4 separate regions of the Mus musculus genome follow, and all the other regions are linked to region 4. Evidence: chromatin contacts called from public HiChIP or PLAC-seq and promoter capture Hi-C data. All regions are on one chromosome and are shown on one strand. The core of a region is the stretch at or near the end of the contact, and the rest is flanking DNA. Distances in the headings are between cores, read along the strand shown. Region 1 has its middle 330 kb from the start of Pappa. Region 2 has its middle 190 kb from the start of Gm23950. Region 3 has its middle 310 kb from the start of Gm23950. Region 4 holds the start of Trim32 (tripartite motif-containing 32).

What was found. Promoter capture Hi-C pulls out the DNA fragments that hold promoters and counts their contacts. HiChIP or PLAC-seq counts read pairs in DNA pulled down with a chosen protein or histone mark.
Region 1: a contact with region 4 is called in an H3K27ac HiChIP or PLAC-seq map of trophoblast stem cells, with 12 times the contacts expected there. The contact joins the enhancer-like site here to the promoter of Trim32 in region 4. A contact is called at or near these places in 5 of 39 promoter capture datasets (3T3-L1-derived adipocytes, frontonasal cranial neural crest, hippocampal neurons and 2 more) and 2 of 115 datasets of contacts at active chromatin or transcription factors (stem cell-derived neural progenitor cells and trophoblast stem cells).
Region 2: a contact with region 4 is called in an H3K27ac HiChIP or PLAC-seq map of the NIH/3T3 cell line, with 5 times the contacts expected there. The contact joins the enhancer-like site here to the promoter of Trim32 in region 4. A contact is called at or near these places in 6 of 39 promoter capture datasets (the 3T3-L1 cell line, the HPC-7 cell line, frontonasal cranial neural crest and 3 more) and 1 of 115 datasets of contacts at active chromatin or transcription factors (the NIH/3T3 cell line).
Region 3: a promoter capture Hi-C map of second pharyngeal arch cranial neural crest shows a contact between it and region 4, with 8 times the contacts expected there. The contact joins the enhancer-like site here to the promoter of Trim32 in region 4. A contact is called at or near these places in 6 of 39 promoter capture datasets (the 3T3-L1 cell line, the HPC-7 cell line, embryonic stem cells and 2 more).

What each region holds. Positions count from the first base shown.
Region 1 is chr4:64,791,929-64,794,866 of GRCm38.p6, reverse strand. No RefSeq gene overlaps it. Among named protein-coding and RNA genes, the nearest start is that of Pappa, 330 kb to the left of the region's middle. Within about 2 kb of position 1,271, at least 11 of the 459 cell types and tissues checked have an H3K27ac peak or open chromatin away from gene starts, as enhancers often do. A contact at or near this core is called in trophoblast stem cells, where this site is marked.
Region 2 is chr4:64,634,038-64,636,774 of GRCm38.p6, reverse strand. No RefSeq gene overlaps it. Among named protein-coding and RNA genes, the nearest start is that of Gm23950, 190 kb to the right of the region's middle. Within about 2 kb of position 1,349, at least 45 of the 459 cell types and tissues checked have an H3K27ac peak or open chromatin away from gene starts, as enhancers often do. A contact at or near this core is called in the NIH/3T3 cell line, where this site is marked.
Region 3 is chr4:64,754,654-64,757,682 of GRCm38.p6, reverse strand. No RefSeq gene overlaps it. Among named protein-coding and RNA genes, the nearest start is that of Gm23950, 310 kb to the right of the region's middle. Within about 2 kb of position 1,487, at least 1 of the 459 cell types and tissues checked has an H3K27ac peak or open chromatin away from gene starts, as enhancers often do. A contact at or near this core is called in second pharyngeal arch cranial neural crest, where this site is marked.
Region 4 is chr4:65,603,551-65,606,261 of GRCm38.p6, reverse strand. It overlaps Trim32 (tripartite motif-containing 32), which reads right to left and starts at 1,276. Exons shown (of 2, transcript NM_053084.2): 1 at 1,193-1,276. The region is part of intron 16 of Astn2 (astrotactin 2); the gene reads left to right.

The sequences.
Region 1 (2,938 bases), core at 22-2,521, 810 kb after region 4:
TCTTACACTTTTGTATTAAAATGTCTCTTTTTTCTTTTTTTTTCTTAAATATTTTCTTTATTTACATTTCAAATGTTATCCTCTTTCCTGGTTTCCCCTCCTAAACCTTCATTTCCTCTCCCCTCCTCCTGCTCACAAACCCAACCAATCCTGCTTCCCGGCCCTGGCATTCCCCTATACTGGGACATAGAACCTTCAAAGGACTAAGGGCCTCTCCTCCCATTGATGACTGACTAGTCCACCCTCTGCTACAAGTGGAGCTAGAGCCATGAGTCCCACCATGTGTTTTCTTGGGTTGGTAGTTTAGTCCCAGGGAGCTCTGGGGATACTGTTTAGTTCATATTGATGTTCCTCCTATGGGGCTGCAAACCCCTCCAGCTCCTTGGGTACTTTCTCTAGCTCCTTCATTGGGGACCCTGTGCTCTATCTAATGGATGGCTGTGAGCATCCAATTCTGTATTTGTCAGGTACTCTTAGAGCCCCTCTGGAGACAGCTATATCAGGCTCTGTGTTAACAAGCTCTTGTTGGCATTCACAACAGTGTCTGGGTTTGGTGGCTGTATATGGGAGGGATCCCCAGGTGAGTCACTTTCTGGATAGTCATTCCTTCAGTCTCTGCTTCACACTTTGTTTCTGTAACTCCTTTCATGGGTATTTTGTTCCCCCTTTTAAGAAGGATGGAAGTATCAACACTTTGGTCTTCCTTCTTCTTGAGTTTCATATGTTTTGAAAATTGTATCTTGGATATTCTGAGCTTCTGGGCTAATATCCACTTATCAATGAGTTCATATCATGTGTGTTCTTTCATGATTGGGTTACCTCATTCAGGATGATATCCTCCAAATCGATCCATTTGTCTAAGAATTTCATAAATTCATTGTTTTTAATAGCTGTGTAGTAATCCATTGTGTAAATGTACCACATTTTCTGTATCCATTCTTCTGTTGAGGGACATATGGGTTCTTCCAGCTTCTGGCTATGATAATATGGTTGCTATGAACATAGTGGAGCTTATGTCATTACATGTTGGAAATTCTTTGGGGTATATGCAAGGAGTGGTATAGCTGGGTCCTCAGGTAGTCCTATGTCCAATTTTCTGAGGAACTGCCAGACTGATTTCCAGAGTGGCTTTACCAGCTTGCAATCCCATCAGCAGTGGAGGAGTGCTCCTCTTTCTCCACATCCTCGCCAGCATCTGCTATCACCTCAGTTTTTGACCTTAGTCATTCTGACCAGTATGAAGTGGAATCTCAGGATTGTTTTGATTTGCATTTCCCTGATGACTAAGGATGTTGACCTTCCCCCCACCCCCCACACACACCCTTAGGTGCTTCTCAGCCATTTGAAATTTCTCAGTTGAGAATTTTTTGTTTAGCTCTGTACCACATTTTTAATAGGGTTATTTGGTTCTCTGGAGTCTAACTTCTTGAGTTCTTTGGATACATTGGATATTAGCCCTCGATCATATTTAGGATTAGTTTGCTTGCTTTTTCTTTTTTTTTTTTTTTTTTTTTTTTTTTTTTTTTTGGTCTTATTGACAGTGTCCGTTGCCTTACAGAAGCTTTGCAAATTTATTTGGTCCCATTTGTCAATTCTTGATCTTACAGCAAAAGCCATTAGTGTTCTGTTCAGGAATTCTTCCCCTGTTCCCATATGTTCAAGGCTCTTCCTCACTGTCTCCTCTATAAGTTTCAGTGTCTCTAGTTTTATGTGGAGTTTATTGGTCACTTGTTCTTTGACATAGGAGCTTAAACCATCCAGTGTAAAAGAGACAGCATTTTGAATAAATGTTGCTGGTTCAACTGGCAGTTAGCATGTAGAAGAATGCAAATCGATCCATTCTTATCTCCTTGTAAAAATGTCTTCCTCTCTCACTGTTTCTCTCTTTCATTACCCCACAGACTCTCTCTTACTGTATATTTCTTTCCCCCTTTCCCCCCTCTCTCCTCCCTCCCTCTCTCCCTCCTTCCTTCCTCCTTTTCTATCAATCTGTTTGTCTGTCTTTCTGTAATCCTCTAAATTGAATGCACTCTTCATGCATGCTAGGCAAGCACTCTACTACTTAAGTATATCTTAAAATCTCCAATTATATTAACCCATTAACAGTAAACTTCAGTCAAGCTGAGCATGTTTGTCTGTGTTCAAATGCTAGGAAAGAGTGAGATTCATGTGAGGGTAGACAGCTGAAGAGAATTCAAGGACTTATAAACTGACACTTTATTTACTTTGGGTTGAAGCTGCTAAGTGAGATGGACACTGGGCAAAAGGCATCACACACAAGTGGGCATAGGCACACGGGTTGGCATCAAAGCTGTATTCATACAGTGACATAGAAGTGGCACTCTTCCGGTAATAGTTACACAACAGATTACATTGCTATTTACTTTTGGGGAGTTCTTGGACATCTAATGTCAGCCATTTTGTGCTGATTCATAGCCCTCCAGATGTTCAGTCTCATCTCTGTTTTAGCTGATTCATCAGGATAGCTATACTAGTGGCATGTTGTCTAAACATAAGCTGATGCTTACAGCCCACTCTTCCCAACAAACGCATATCCTAGAACCTGGGAAGAGAAGCTATGAGGATCATAATTAATTAAGGCTAGTCCAGTCTCCAGCCTAGACCACAGAATGAAACATTCTCAAAAGAAACAAAGATGGGGGTTGCTCCTGGGAGAGAAGCTGCAAGGAACCACAATTTACAAGAAGTTATCTGCCTTCCTGTTGGCCAGAACACACTTAATCCTCTTTTTGGACTTCAAGCTTGGGTTACTTTCTAATTTTTGTTTTATGATAAGTTAGACTCCCTATATGAAAAAGTTTGTTTGGATTTTGAAAGATAGTAATTATAACATTTACTCTTCTCTATTGGCTAGTATTCAGGTTATCAAATTGATTCTCAAGATCCAATGCATTATCTTTCTCCGATTATACACTAC
Region 2 (2,737 bases), core at 100-2,599, 970 kb after region 4:
TTCATATGTTAATCTTATCCAAAAATACCATCACAGAAAAGCCCATAATGATGTTTGACTAAGTAGCTGGATATACACAAACAATTAATCACCATGTTCTTTCTTTCTCTTTCTTTCTTTCTTTCTTTCTTTCTTTCTTTCTTTCTTTCTTTCTTTCTTCCTCTCTCTCTCTCTCTCTCTCTGTCTTTTTCTTTTAAAATTGAGTCAGTCTCATGGTCTTACATACTCCAATCTGATTTGAAGAATTTCTATGTCTTAGAGAAATACTCTTATCCATGAATATGAGGGTATTTGAGGGAAAACACTTTAAAAACTATGAATAAACAAGCTTTAATATTCTAGTGTAAAGAGCCTTTTGTTTGCTTAAAGAAGAGAGCAACACTAGTAACCATGAATCTGAGAGTGTCGGATAGGTTTCAGGAATAGCAAGGATGTAAGAATCGTTTGCTCAGAGATGAGCACTAGAAGTAGCCATGAAATCGATAATGGATATAGCCAGAGATCAGACTACAAATGATCCAACTACAAACAATACATGGATTATGTTCTATTTGAGATGAATAAGACTTGGAAGGATTTGGGTAGGAAATTTATATAAAGTACTTTTGGAAACCATGTAAATTCAGGGTGCAAGAATTACAGTAGGAAGTTAAATAAAGAGCCTGTTATTATGATTTAGTTTTAATACATAGGAAAGGGAATGCAGACTGTCCACTCACTGATGCATGCCCTTAAATGCCCCAGTTTCAATGTTGCTTGCCACATCTACAGTTTCATCTTCCATGCAAACCTTTCCTCTGTGTCTCAGTGTGAAACATGGAAGATATCAAGATCATCAGCCACTGTGATCTTAAAGGCCAGATATTAGCCCTCAGGATTTCCCTTTGCAACATCAGAAGCAGTAGGCTTGTAAGTCTCCAAATATGTGAACCACCACCACAAGTCAACTTTGATTTAAAGCAAAGGAGCTGGCATTGCTTAAAGGTGAGGTCACTGGAACTGGAGCCTTGATGAAGTTTCTCAGAAAGAAAACATTGTGCTGTGTTTGTGTCTCCCTCACATTCCTCTTTCCCTCTCCCCTCACTTCCCACCACATGTGGGTTGGCTGTGCCTGAGGTTCCAGGGATTGAACAAAAACCATTGAAGTTTGGGCATATCAAAGAGTCTATACAAAAACCAAGCAGAACTCCCTTAACCTGAGCACAGTTCTGCAAGTGTTGATTGAAGGAGACAGAGAGGAAGCTACTTTAAGTCTTTTAGAGAAAACAACACTTGGTGTGTGCTCATGGAATTTGCTACATAATGAGGACACTGATTCTCCCTCCATGAGTCAGAGTCTGGCCACTGTAAAACTATGGAGAAAAAAATCCTCTGGGGTTTATGCATAGGCCATGCTTCCAGGTTTGTGACTATATTAACAAGCCCTGGAACCAGGATCCCAGGAAGTCAGGATCCCGGCTTTCATGATTAGCACATCCCTACAGGTCACAGGTACCTCGGGTAGATGGCTTTCATGAGTAGCACATCATTAGATGTCACAGATTCCTTGGGTGGCTAATTTTGCTCTGCTTTGGCATTAGTTGGCTTTTCTGTAAAGTTGAAACAATATGTCCTCTGCAGGGTCATTACATGCATTTGGTGCTATGGTCATAAACCCCAATGTTTCTGGCAACATAGCCCTGCCTTACTGTCATACTTTAAGCAATAATCCGATTTAAGGCTCACTCTGTGTCCATCCTGGTTCTGTTTGGAAATAGAAGAGTGCTTAGTGGAGTAAAATATGCAAAACTATGCCTTTTTTGCAAAATGAAAAATACTGACATTTTCAAATGATAGGCAATATTCCTGATTAATCAGAGGGAAGATAACACTCATACCTCCTTCCTTCTCCAGTTCCCTACCCTATGTGATGTCTTCACTGTGGTATTCACCTAATTGCTCTGAACAAAGTAAATGTTAATTTCTGTTTCATTTAGCCCTGCCATATTCAGTTCACTAGTAACCACTGCCTCTTCGATATTTTGTCCTCTTTTCTCCCTTCCAGTTTTATCAATGTTAATATCACTCAGACTTAAAGCATCCTTAGCTCTCAGGAAGCCTTCTCTCTAACACTTTCCTTATCAGCTTTCTAACCTAATCCCCAAAATGGTTAAAGATGACTTTCAAAAACATTTATCTTCTAAAGGAATCACATTCCATTTCTTTTCTAAAACCTTCAAGTCACTGGGTTTCAAACTCCTCAGCATGTCTAATGATGCTATAAGTGACCTGGTATTTCTCCACTTCAGTCATTGTACAGTGATCTCTCTAGTACGTCGCTCAGTCCCACACACATGGCATCGATGCTGTGATCACATACATATGTCAGTTCAAGGCATTTCCTGAGCTTTTCCTTGAATGTGTTGAGAAGCTCTGCCTCTAATACACTGAGTGGTTATGTCCTTCTTGCTTGGACCCTTTTCAGCTCAAACTTCTTGACCTCTACAGGGCTTCTCTGACTGCCCAGTCACACAAACACTAATTTTGCATCAGTTTCTTACTCTGCTGCCCTTTCCTTCCTTACCATCATTAGAAATTATAATGTTCCTGACGGTTGGTTTGTATCTTTTTGATGTATTTTCACTCAAATCAGAAACTCCATGAAAATGGATTTTTCATTGTCCTAGGTTTATAGTCTATCAGTGTCTATCTCTGCCTGCTGACCTCAACAGAATGTAATGCAGAACAGGACCTCGTC
Region 3 (3,029 bases), core at 238-2,737, 850 kb after region 4:
ATGTGGCAGTACTTAAGATCTTACAGTCAAGATTCTTTCCTTGAGAAAAAAAAGATAGACTTTTTAATATAGAAAATTTGAGGAATAGTCCCTTCAACCCAATATAGGTGAGAGTTGAAAGACACAGTAAACAGTAGTATGTTCTTTCCTTCCGGACATTGAAATGAGAATCTCTGATGGGGATCATTTATTTTTATATGTTTTTCATATGTTTATTCTTCCATATCTAAGTGCTATGCTGAACCTGGTTTATATTATTTTAAAAATTTTTGTTGATCAGTTGACATCATGTTGACAGTTTGATAATGACAGTCATGGGCATATTTACACCACAGAAAGTGGAAAACACTTTAAATGTAAACTTCCTCATTTGAGAAGCAGTTGCTGAACATTTTTCAGTGTACCAGTAAAAATGAATTGGGACAGTAAGTATATTAAGTTGATTTTGACATACATCCTACACTCAGAGGGCTTATTATCAGATAAAGATGACAATAAATAGATCCAAATAGTGTAAATCATGACAGCAAGTGATTCTCAGGAATCACTATGTATATATCATTTATTATGCACTTACTAATACATGTAAGACATTTTTCAGACATAAGTAAACAATCTAAGAGATTTTGGAAAATAAATTTGGTGTGTTTTATAACAGAAAAGAAAACAGAGGCATGGAAATGGAGAATAAAAATGAATATTATTTTTTAAAGTATGCAAGAATGTATGCATTTTCACACAGTCAGGAATTGAGACCTGAGAGTTAGAATGTAGAACCCAGGTCACAGGCATTTTTAATGATCGTGTCTCTATTGTATTATCACAACGTAGGTTGGTTTAGAGAAGCTTCATTTTGCAGCAGGTGACCATTAATGCAAAGGTTCACGGCTGGCCAAAGTGCTAACCATAAATGACTGTTGAGTGCTCAACTGTAGAAATGAGTTTTCTACTTCAGTCCATCCAAGGCTAGATGGAGGAGGAGGTAGAATGGACTATAGAGCTGGAGAATGGAGAGGAAGGTTATGAACCCCTGTCTTCTAGATATACATCAAATAGAATAGACATCACAACTATGACTGTGCAATAAATGTGGCTCCTACCTGAGATGGCATGTACACACAAAACTAGGACATGGTGGTAGAGTGAAGCGAGTGAGTGTCCGCAGGGGTAGAAGAGGGATAAAGGAAGGTAATGAATGTGATCATGGTACTTTCTTCATAGATACACATTTGTCAAAAGTATTTTAAAAGAGAGATAGTTGAATGAGATAACATGGGTGTTCTAATGTGGCAGTGCTAAGGTACAGCTGAGGAAAATGCCAGCTTTTTACAAATACGGCATCTGTGTTTCCAAGAATTAGGTATAACCCCTTTTACCACCTGCATCCCTGATTCAAGTACAAAAGAGCAAGCTGATGTGAGCCATGTCAACAGAGGCCTAAACTCCAGTTGTCCTTCTCTCTGGCCTGGAGCCAGATTCTTGCTTCAGTTCGTGTCATTTTTCTCTGAGGTATGCATAAAGTGGAGGTTACTCATGTCACATCTGTTCTTGCTTTGTGAGTTCATTGGGGAAAAGAATTACTGACTTTATTTTCCAAAGGAGACCCTTTTAAGAACGGCCGGATGCAGGGTGGCCAGGAGAGGAGAGACCTGCACACATTCTTAAAAGCAAGACTTTCAGCTTTAGCATTCATAAAGCGTACCTTGGCCTATGTGCTCAGACTCTAACGATTCTATTCGATCTCTGTTCGGCTTAGAATTTCTGAAATGTTACAGTGCTGCATTCCTTCTCTACAGAAGAAATTGAACCTGTGCATATATTACACACCCACGTGCAAAATCTTCACAGACTGGATTGGCTTTTTTATGGCCCCTTCCCCTGCCACAGCTTCCAGCTTTAAAACAACCTTGTTTTTTTTTTTTCTTTTTTCTTTTGAGTATAATGAAAAAGACTTCCTCCTGCAAGAGGCTTTGTTGAAAATAATAGCAATTTCAAGATAATTATGTCTAGAATTCCTTCATAACATTTTATATATTTCTTCTTTAGAAATGCTTATGGAATGCATGTATTTGGTAACAGATACGTTTTATATAACATACAAATTCATATTTGAAAATAAACATTTTAAAAAATTAGGTCAATTACCAGAGCAGAATGCACATAAGTCTTTGAAATGAGACACCCTCGATATTGTTTTTTCCTTCCTTAAAGGATAAATAATGTTTTCACTAATAAGCATGTAGAAAAAATAGAGTTGTGTAGAACGGTAATATTTCTAGGATAGGTAAAGAACTCGTTATGGCTAAGCTATGAGATATCATAGTGTGATCTATATTTTCAGAATATCTACTCTGAAAATCATATGGAGAATTTGTTTGGAGGCCCTAAACAGAGAGATAAGAGAAAAATGGTATACTACCTAGTTTTATGTCAAGTTGAAGCAAGTTAGATTTATCTGAAAAATGGAATCTCAACTGAGAAAATAATTCTGTAAGATGTGGATGTAGGAAATTTTCTTAATTAATGACTGATCAAGTAGGGTGAGGCGATTGCTTGAGGCCACCCCTGGGTTGCTGGTCCTGGTTCTATAGGAAATCAGGCTTATCAAGCTAACATGATTAAGTAGCACTCCTCCATGGCTTCTGCATCAGCTCTTGCCTCCAGATTTCTGCCTGGTTTGAGTTCCTGTCCTGACTTCCTTTGATGATGAACTGTGATGTGGAAGTGTAAGCTAAATAAGTCCTGTCCTCCTCAAGTTGCTTTGGTCACGGTATTTCATCACAGAAGTAGTAACCTTGACTATGACAAATGAGGAAATAGAAGATCATTTACATCAATTATCATGTCTGTATTCATGGAAACACATATGTAGAGAACAGCTAGCTTTCCAGAGTCCTCTTGAATCATTTCTCCACTGTATTTTTCAAGGCAGGCTCTCTAACTACACTTAAAACATTAATTAGATAAATTGGCTGGCAAGTAAGTTTTAGTAATTCTCCACTCTTTGACCTTCCCCTAACTTTAGGATT
Region 4 (2,711 bases), core at 27-2,526:
GGTATAGTCAGAATACATGCCTGCCTCAGGATTAAAGGGCCTTTAGTTAGTAAGTGAGGAAGAATCTGCCCTTCAAAGAATGTCAAACTCTCCTTCAGGATTTCTGAAGACTGGTGTCTTTATTCCCAAACCCTTACATTCTCCTAAATTCCATTCATTTATACATAGTTTATTTATAAATTACTTTCAGGTCCCTGGGTCTCCAGAAGACCCTCTGGGTTCAGTTATGCCAAGACCAAAACAAAAACAAAAACAAACAAAAACCTCCTAAGAACCTACTCACAAATTTCATTTGGTTTTGAATTCTATAATCTAGTTACAGCATTCACTCCCCACCATTCATTCTCCACAAACCTCATTCTCAACGCTAAATCCCAAATCTATCATTCAACCTTTTAGACTGTATGCTGCAGCCTTGCAATTCACCAATAGCTCTTATGTGTCCCTCATCCCTCCAATACATCCTTTAATCTATTTTCAAATTCCCACATCTATCACCCCTGTATGCCATCTCCAAACTCCAATCCTGTACCTCAGATTTCTGCCCTCCTTCAATCTGATCGCTCATCTGCCCATCATCCCCATCTTGTACTGGGCCACCTCCAACCCCCGCCCCCCACCTCCGCCCCCGTCCTGCCTCACGTGTTGCCTTCAAACCTTTGCTGCGATTTTCTAACTGGGTACTGATTCCCTCGGGAACTCACCCCTCAGTCTTTCCCAGATTCCGCTACAGAAATCCCTTTCTCTTCAGCAATTAGGATCTTCCAAGACCTTGGCTGTTTTGATCTCAGATCTTGCTATCATTACACCGATCTCCTCAAAGCCCCTAAGATTCTGCCCGCCAACACCCAACCTCATCCAGGCCTGCCAAATTCCTTTATGCTTTCTGATATTCTGCACCCAGATACCTCCAGGGACGTCAGATCCTCCCATCTCCCACATGCTGCACCCCGTCTCTCCGCATGGCCCCCACATTACCTCATACCTCCCGACATGCTGCAACTGCAAATTTCCTCAGCCCCTTTGCTCCCCTCCCCCAGCTGCATCTCATCTCCGCCGAATCGCTCCTGAGCCCGTCCCTTCCGAATCCGATCCTGCCACTCCGATCCAGTCCCCAAATCCTGCCATTCAATCTTGGATCCCCGCGACCCACCACAGTCCCTGGTCGCAGACCCTCCTTCCCGCCCCCTACCTGACCGCCCGCAGCTCCGACGCGAGTCCACCGCTGCCAGCCCACCCGCCCGCTGCCTTCTGCGCATGCGCTAGCACGTCCTTCCCATGGCAGTCGCCAATTCGTACAGTCGCCTGCCCGTCAACTTGCCCCGCCTCCCGAGGCATGCTGGGGCTTGTAGGTCTGTGGGCTCAGCGCCCGCGGCCCAGCTGAATAGATAGGGATGGCTCCGGAAACCTAGGCCATTGCAGCTTTCTGCCCCGTTTCAGAGTCTAAACATGGTTAGTCAATGCTAATCCCCCAGTAGTAGTCTCCAGAAAGTTCGGGCACTTTGCAGACAGACGCCTCTTTGAAGAAGACAAGCACACTCCCTTCAAAGAGCTGCAGGTCCCCGGGCTAGGTGTTTCTGCCTGTGACACATCCCAAAGTGGAGTCACTGAACACATGCCCCTTAGGAAAGACGTTTTCTTTGCCAAACAGCGCAGAGGCGGATAGCAGAGGGAGAAACAGGGAAAAGCCTGCATTGAGCCTTGTCAGACGGGAGGTTTTGTGGCCAGGACCTCCTGGTCCTGAAGGTAGTTTGTGGACAGGTAATACCTGCTCCTGAATGCGATAAACACACAGTACTAGTGAGGAATATGAAGGAATCTGAAATATTATGCTCTCATATTTGAAATTCCACCTAGCTGTGTACCCTCTGCACAATGATAAGACAACAAAACAAAAACAGTAATACCTTTAGACACTTTCCGACAGACTACAGACTTTGAAAAGAAGCTGAGACCTAGGGGTTAAAAGGCAAAGTAACCAGTTTCTACCTGTCAGAACCTGGCTTTAATTTCCCAGAATCACTCTTAACTTCATTTTTCTACTTCTTTATCTCAAAATAAAGTTAAGGATTGTTTTGATGAGTTACTAATAACTCAGAAAGGTGGGAAAAGTAAATTTATCCCCTTCCCCCACCTCACTCCCGCCCCTGTCCCACACATCTTGTCCAAGGTTCGGTATACACCTGGCATCGATTTTGATGGAACTCTGAACCAGGCTATTCATTCTCCAACTTGTTTCTCTTCTCAGTGATTCAGGAGTTCTCACATGATTTTATCCCTGGCCGGATTTCCTGATTATACATTCTGAGTACAATTTGATATCTCAGATAATTCTAGAGCCCTGAGCCAACCCAGGCACCCAGAACTCCCAAGGCTTTCCCAGAGAATATGTGACTCAAAGTTCCTTGAAGAAATTATATCTGTGCTGGCAATTCTATGGACTGACCAAATACCTAGAACTGGGAAAGGATAAAACATATTGTAGACACATAGTCAATTTATCTTGGGCTAGCTTTAGTTCTCTTAATGGCCATTTATTAACAACCTATGACTCTGGCCTAACAATCTTCTGACTATAAGGTAAACCATTGGAATGTATAGTTAAAGTTAGAAGACTATGAGCTTCCACTAAGAATGTTATAACATCCGGAAAAGATAAAAGAACTTTCCCTATCTTGCTGTAGCCCATCTACCTGATATCCCCCACAATG